Linked DNA regions of Mus musculus: region 2 is linked to region 1. The links are chromatin contacts, called in public HiChIP or PLAC-seq maps. All regions are on one chromosome and are shown on one strand. Each heading gives the region's core, a stretch centred on a gene start, on an enhancer-like site or on the middle of the called end of the contact. The rest is flanking DNA. Distances are from core to core; before and after follow the strand shown.

What was found. HiChIP or PLAC-seq counts read pairs in DNA pulled down with a chosen protein or histone mark.
Region 2: a contact with region 1 is called in an HNF4G HiChIP or PLAC-seq map of pancreatic cancer cells. The contact joins the enhancer-like site here to the promoter of Rictor in region 1. A contact is called at or near these places in 3 of 39 promoter capture datasets (the 3T3-L1 cell line and liver) and 3 of 115 datasets of contacts at active chromatin or transcription factors (embryonic stem cells, pancreatic cancer cells and stem cell-derived neural progenitor cells).

Annotation. Positions count from the first base shown.
Region 1 is chr15:6,706,184-6,709,635 of GRCm38.p6, forward strand. It overlaps Rictor (RPTOR independent companion of MTOR, complex 2), which reads left to right and starts at 2,198. Exons shown (of 38, transcript NM_030168.3): 1 at 2,198-2,268; 2 at 2,450-2,497. The coding sequence starts at 2,220.
Region 2 is chr15:7,296,463-7,300,331 of GRCm38.p6, forward strand. The region is part of intron 5 of Egflam (EGF-like, fibronectin type III and laminin G domains); the gene reads right to left. Among named protein-coding and RNA genes, the nearest start is that of Egflam, 100 kb to the right of the region's middle. Within about 2 kb of position 1,694, at least 3 of the 459 cell types and tissues checked have an H3K27ac peak or open chromatin away from gene starts, as enhancers often do. A contact at or near this core is called in pancreatic cancer cells, where this site is marked.

The sequences.
Region 1 (3,452 bases), core at 948-3,447:
GTGTGTTTTCCCCCTCCTGGAAGAGATGGAATAAATAAATAGTGGTCTTCAAATAAGGACACACAGTTATGAAGATGAAAGACTCGCAAGTTCCTCTACTAACTTAAAGTCAGTCAATTGTACTCACTTTAAAGAAAGCCTGGAACTTAAAGGAACTTACATCAGGCTAGGAAATGACTTAAAACAGGCGAGGATGGACATTAGCACCAGAAGGACCATTTGACAATCTGCTAGCATTTTATGGACAGATTTCTACTAATTTATTTTGTTTTTAGTGATTGTGATGTGTGGAGGGATGAAAGATAAACTTTTTCATGTTCTGGCCAGACCTCCAGCTTTGTGGTCTTCATCTAAGGCAGGAAATAGAATAAATAACTTCCATAGAGACTTGGAAGCTATATAAAAAGGAAGCAATTTTGTTGTTTATCAAGGCTTGTGCTGATAGTGTCAGGGAATATTTCTTTAAAGCACTGTAATTGTGTTAGATCCTTAAAGCTAAGTGCAACAGGGCAGCAGATGCCAGAATGCAGACTTCATCCTGAGATATGGGGTAGTACCCCAAGAGAGCAGCAATTCAAGTTTATTTTCCTGGTGTTTCTTTATTTTTCTTTTAAAAACTTTTGTTGCTTCTACAACTGTCATAGATCGACTATTGGTTAAAAGTCCAACCACAACTATTGGTTGTAGGTGACCAAGCAAGAAGAAAATATGCAGGCATGATCCCACAATTGAAAGGGGAATAGTAGTTTACATTCAGATACACATCTTGGATTTTTTTCCTTATATAATGCTTGTAAAAGTATTTTATAATGAACCATTTGAATTTTATATGTATTTCAAGCATTTATGAGTAAAGGAAATCTGTAATTGCTTACTTAATACCACTCTGTTAATATACTGGATCAACAAAGTCATTTTAAATTACATTTGCATAATTTCTACCTTTGGGCTTTCAAGTCTACAATTGCTCACTATTATTAACACGGAGAGTCTTTCTAATATTTTTTTATTTTTCTTTTTGATTTTAGAGAGGTTTTGGTTTGCTTTTTTTTTTTTTTTTTTAGTGAGAACATTATTATTATTTAGAACATTATTAGAACAAAAGGAGCTGAAGGTTTACACTAACAGATACTCGTTTTTGACGTCTGTACTAAAAACTAAGTGGTTAAGGCAAGATCTCCACTTTGGACTTTTAAGTCTGGAAGAGAGAGGTGAGGAATAGGAGGAGACAAAATATCCTCTCATTAAAGTAATCTAGCTTAAGAGAGTTGCTGGGTTAAGGGCCAAATGAGTGCGTACTAACCCGCTTCTAGAAACCCGTAAACTAATCCTTGTGACTAGTCCGCATTAAAAACATCGATCCTCGACATCGGCATCAGCCAGTGATGTAGGAGTAACAGAAAGCCAGGACGAGGCGCCCAGCCTCCTCCCCGGGCTCCGGGAGAGGAAACCCTGTCCCGGGCCTCCAGGCGCTGGCGCGCGCCGGGGAAAGAGTCCCGCGCTCGGGCGAGCGCCCTGCACGCCCGCTTTCTGCACTCCTTGCACGTCGGATGCCCGGCGGACCGAAAGCAAACCTCCGCCCTGCCGCCCAGCTCTCGGCGGCGGCGGCGAGCGGCTTTGCCTGTGATCAAGCGCGAAGCCGCTTAGCTCAATGGTCAGAGCGTGGGTGGAAAACAAACTTTGTTACGTGTTCACTCGGGGCGCCGCGGTTCTGGGAAAAGGATCAAAGCGACATTCCTAACTGTGCGCCGCGCGCCTTTTTCCCGGACCCCACCCTCTCTTTTAATAATAATAATAAAAATAATGGTAACAATTTTAGCCGATGAGTAAGGAAACGGGCTTTAAAGCCACGCGGGGAGTGCGGCGGGGCGGGCCAGCAGGTGGCCCGCCCGCATCCCGACCTCCGCCGCGCGCGCGCCCAGAGTCCCGGGCCACATCAATGGGCGCCCCCCCCCCCCGTGGGAACTGCGCCTCCCACCACGCCTGCGCCCCGACGCCCTGCCCGTGTCCCCCCGCCGGGGGTCGCATCCCACCGCCCAATGCGGGTCGGCACAGGCGGCGGCGCGTTGCTCGGCGCCCGCGGGCGAGCCTCCGTGCCGAGGGGCGGGGGCGCTGCCGCGGGAGGGGGGCGGAGGGGGCGGGAACGGCGCGCGGGGAGGGGAAGGGGGTTCTCGCGCGATCGGGCGAGGTTTCCGGTGTTGTGACTGAAACCCGTCAATATGGCGGCGATCGGCCGCGGCCGCTCTCTGAAGAACCTCCGAATACGAGGTAAGCCCGCTCGCCGCCCTCGCTCGCCTCACCCGGTGCGGGTCACGGGTCGCGGCGCTCGGCTTTGCTCCGGGCCTGGGGATGGGGTGGGGTGAGGTTGGACGGGGAAGACGAGCGGGGCGTCGGGCGCCGCCGGCCTGCGATGGATTCTAACTGGGGTTGTGTGTCTTGTCTCGCACAGGGCGGAATGACAGCGGCGAGGAGAACGTCCCGCTCGATCTGACCCGAGGTAACGCGGGCCGCCGCGGCCGCCGGGGAGGCGCGGGCAGCCGGGCGGGCGGGCTGGCAGGCGAGCCGCGCGGGGCAGCGAGGGGCCGAGCCCGCGCCCATCCCCCTGCCCCGCGCCCGGGTGGCCCGGGTTGCCCGGGGGGCTGAGCCCGCTCCGGGGCCTCGGGCGGCTGCGGAGCTCCCCGGCCGGCTCGGTCGCGTGTGTGTCCCCCCTCCGTCCGCTCCCGGGTCCCCCCACCTCCGGATCCCGGGGGCGGCCTTGGACGGGGTGGGTGGGGGAGCAAGGTAGAGGTTGTTATTTAGGTTGCTGGAGGATGTTTGTGGGAAGAGCGACCACATCCTGCCCTCCCCGTTCCCCCCAAGAGCAGATGCTGGACCCTGCCGGCTTCTTGCTCACTGCGGGACTGCTCTTCCCTGCCCGTGGGATCCTCTTGGGTGGGGTGGGGGGGGTCCCCGCAGCTTTTTGAGAACCCGGAGAGCCCGTGATGACTGCTAAGTGTCTGGTTCACGCCGCAGCTCCCTGCTGCTCGCTTCCCGTCTCCCGGGCCCGCTGGGGCTGTAGTTGGCTGGAGACCGCCCGCCCCCTCACTCGGCCGCCGCTTCATTGTGTACCTTGTGGCTGCAGTGGAGGAGAGCTGGGTTTGTTTACACCTTTCCCAGCAGGGCGAGCCCCGCGTGTGTTTTGTTTTTAAGAACCGCACCCGGCGAACGATCGGTATTTTCTTGCTTCGGTCACCGGCCCCCGGGCTGGTGTTTCATCTCCCAGTATCTCGCCGAAGCATCAGTCCGTTCTCTGCCTCCTTAAACAGGAGTTGGGTCTACAGATTCCGGACGGTCCGACTCCACAGCGCTGGAGTGGAGTGTAACTTAACTAGTTCTGCTGTTACGGAATCACTTTTTGAGATCCGTGAAACACCTTAGGACGTTAAAACAAGACAAGAACAGTCGTAAACATT
Region 2 (3,869 bases), core at 444-2,943, 590 kb after region 1:
GGGACATGGATTCTCTGTACCATTGGTTTTATGTCAACTTGACACAAGCTCATCAGGGACTCAAGTGAGGAGGAAAATGCCTCCATAAGTTCAGGCTGTAGGCAAGCCAGTAGGGCATTTTCTAAATTAGTGGTTGATCAGGGAGTTCTAGTCCTTTGTGGGTAATGCTACCCTTGGTCTGGTGGTTCTCAGTTCTATAAGAAAGCAGGCTGAGCATGCCATGAGGAGCAAGGCAGTAAGCAGCACTCTTCCATGGCCCTCCATCTCCTTCTGCCTTCAGGTTCCTGCCCTGCTTGAGTTCCTGTCCTGACTGCCTTTGATGATGAGCTGTTATACAGAACTATGAGTGAAATAAACCCTCTCCTTCCCAATTTGCTTTAGTAATGGAGTTTCATCACAGCAATAGTAAGATTAACTAAGACACTCTTCATAAGGTGTGTGACAGAATCAAAATTCAAAATGACTTCAGTGCAAGGGCAAAGCCAACTTAAGGGAAATGTAATCATACATCTAGGAAAAAAATCTCATGTTAAGTTTTAAGAAAGTCAATCCAATAAACGAAAGGGGCAAAACCCTGAGTGAAAGAACCTACAGCAGAAAAGGCACTAAAATGGACTTTCAGTGTACTCACATGCCCACTGTGAACTCGGAGGCCATCTGCTGTAGAAAAGGCCCACTGCTCAGAACACAGCAGAGAGTGGTTTTCTATGTTGATCAGTCAGCACAGTGGGTCTCTACCTTCCTAACGCTGGGGCCTTTTGGAGTTCTTCATGTTGTGGTCACCCCCAACCATAAAGTCATTTTTGTTGCTAACTCATAACTGTAATTTTGCTGTTATGAATCGTAATGGGAATATCTGATACATGGTATATCTGATATTTGATCCTTTTGAAAAGGTCTTTTGACCCTCCAAACAGGGTCGGGACCCACAGGTTGAGAACCACTGACCCAGCCAGTCCTTGACCATTAGAGGCTGAGTTCAAAGGGTAGGCATTGCTTGGCTTGAATGCACAAGATATAGGGGCAATGTCTTTAGGAAAGAGACAAGACTGCATCCTGTGATGAGGGTGTAAACACTTTTGAGTATTACACATGGGAGTAAGATAGTCAATGGCTTCTTAAAGAGACATTAGAAGGGAAACCTGGTGTCAGTTGGAGTGCTTAGGAATAAAGGTGTATGTATGCCTTGGGACGGATGGCCCCTGCAGCAATGGCTGCATAGAAACAGAGGAAGGTGGCCATCAATTGTGGAAGGTTAAGTAAAAAGCAACTTCTAGAACAGGGTAGGGAGCCTCTGACCTCAAACCGCATTGATTCAGAGGATTTTTTTTCTATGAGTCACAGAAAGATAAGCACTGGGCACTGTAATACACACACACACACACACACACACACACACACACACACACACACATACACCCCGAAACAAGTTTCACAACCCCTGCTTATGCCCTTTTGGATACCGTCTCATATTTTTCTTTGTTATTCTACTGTATTTTTCTTTTGAAAAAATGGTAGGTCAGGACCTCCTCAATGGGTCCAAATACCTTCCAATCTGTCATCTTTCATAATCTGAGAACTGGCGTCCTTGAAGCTGAGATAGAGGTGAAGCTTAAACATCCTACAGACACTAACTAGGAAACTGGGCTCAAGGTACTGACATCACACTAGGGAAATACTTTTGAGAGTAGATTTGGGTGGAGCAGGAAGCCACCCTCCAGGAGATGTGGTGATGTGGTAACACATACAGAATGGCCTGGAGAGTGGAGGTTGCCCTGTTGGCCTAAGGTAAAGTAGACCAAATACATAGTGCCATCAGATACTTGTGGTCCCTTTCAAACCATGGTGGTTCCTCCGATTTAACATTTAATGCTTGCTGAGGGACACTGAATTCGCTGCTGGCTTAAGAGCATCTCCCACTTCCCACTTCATGAGCACCAGCTCAGGTGCCAGTGTCATGGGCTTCTCTAAAAATCTCCTGGTGCCTTGAACCCAATGCAGCCGGTACACTGATGATCACCTTTGGATGTGGTTTCTTTCATTTTTCTGTTTCTCTAGACTGAAAGCTCAACGATCATTGGGACTTTATCCTGTTCCTCTCTGCATTCCTTGAGAAGTCTCCATGGTCTTTCAAAAGTGCTAATACCGAAATTGCTCTCCTCCTTAAAACTTTTCTGCAGTTTCCTTTTCCCTTCAGGATAAAAAGTGAACTCTTTCTTAATGCCTTCCTTGGTCTGACTCCCGCTTACTCCTCTCCCCACACATCGCTCCAGGCTTTCTTAGCAATTCCAGGAACAGTTTCTTCTTGCCTCTAAGCCATTGCTTAAGTGGCTTCCTCTAGTCTAACCCTTTCACATTGCTCCCTCCCTGCTTCTGCAGCATCCCTGATGTGTCTTTCCTCGCTACCTTAAGAAGCCTGCTCAGACGCCTTCAGAACTGGGTCACCCACAAATATGTGCAACTTTGATCTGTCAATTACAACTTTTGAGATTAAAAATAAGTTTGGATGCCAAGAAAGCATTCCCCAGAGGCCATGTCCTCAGCCCTGCTGTGCCATTCAGCCTTCCAGACTCTACATCCCTCATGACATAGCTTATTTGTCTCTAAATATCTTACCCATGATGGGAACACATTAATTTATAATACAGGCTAGTATAAGTAGATGGCAATAGTAGACTTCCCTAGGGTGTTTGAGTAAATTAAAATATATTAGGAACAACAGGATATTCTAAGCCAATGGTCAAGAAAACCCAGCTGTCACCCTTTATGGGAACAACACTCACTGAAGTCTTAAAGTTCACAGCTGCCTTCCTAGAACAATGGTAGAACAGAGTGTCTGAGAGAGACCTTGGATTGCTGACAGAGCCAATATGATTTCTAGCCTTTCAAGAAAAGGCCTGCCAATTCCTGACCTAAAGTGTGGTCTTTAACCTTCTTATGCCACGGTGACTGTCTGACAAAGCCTGTGTACCCCCTTCTTAGAATGGTTTTAAGTGCATAAATTTAGACGTATGGTCACAAACACTATGTTGACAGAAATAACCTAAGTAGTAAGTATGGTATTTTCACATGTACCTCGTTATTAAAATGTTAACTGAGAGAACCCAGTGATGAAAATCAGTCACTGTGATAATTTCTGCTCAGCTTCTATTTGACATATGTACAATTGTGATGGGATTAGAAAAGGCAGCCCAGTGGTGGCGCTGGGACAAAAGTCCCAAGAACTGCTTTGTCCCCATGGTTTGGAGTTGCCATTGATTTATGAAGATGGTGTCAGGTTTCACTTGCCAAAAGGAAAAATATAGTTATCTTCCAAGCGAATACAGAGACCCCTTGACTTCTGTCTAAGGTGCTTTTGGGGGACCTAAAGACTGCAAGATAAGCTTCTGGTTCTAAGGGAAGAGACTCAATCCCATAGATCAGCCAGGGCCCACAGGACAGCAGGGAGAGAAAGCCCCAGGCTCTCTGTAGAGTTTCCACTGTCTCTTCTACAGGCCAATTTTATGCAAAGTTTGCTCCTTACAGGTTAATTTTATGCAAAGTTTGCTCCCCACAAAAATGAACTGTGGTGTGAAGTCCAAAGCATTAAGTCATCACATTAAAAAAAAATCTATTTGACCTTCAACTCTCTTGGCCTCTCTTTATTTACATACTGGTCTAAACTAATCAAATGACAAACAGATGAATGGAACAGGGCAATGATAAACTTGACGGACAGCTTGTCCTAGGTGGGCAAGAGAGCAGGCTTTTCCATTTGCAGTTTACTAATGGCTCCCAGAGTTGCTACATGGGAATTCAATTTATATCAGCTCCCACCACCCTGACAAGGAGTTTCGCTAGGAACCATCACCGAATAAAGAATTGAAGTT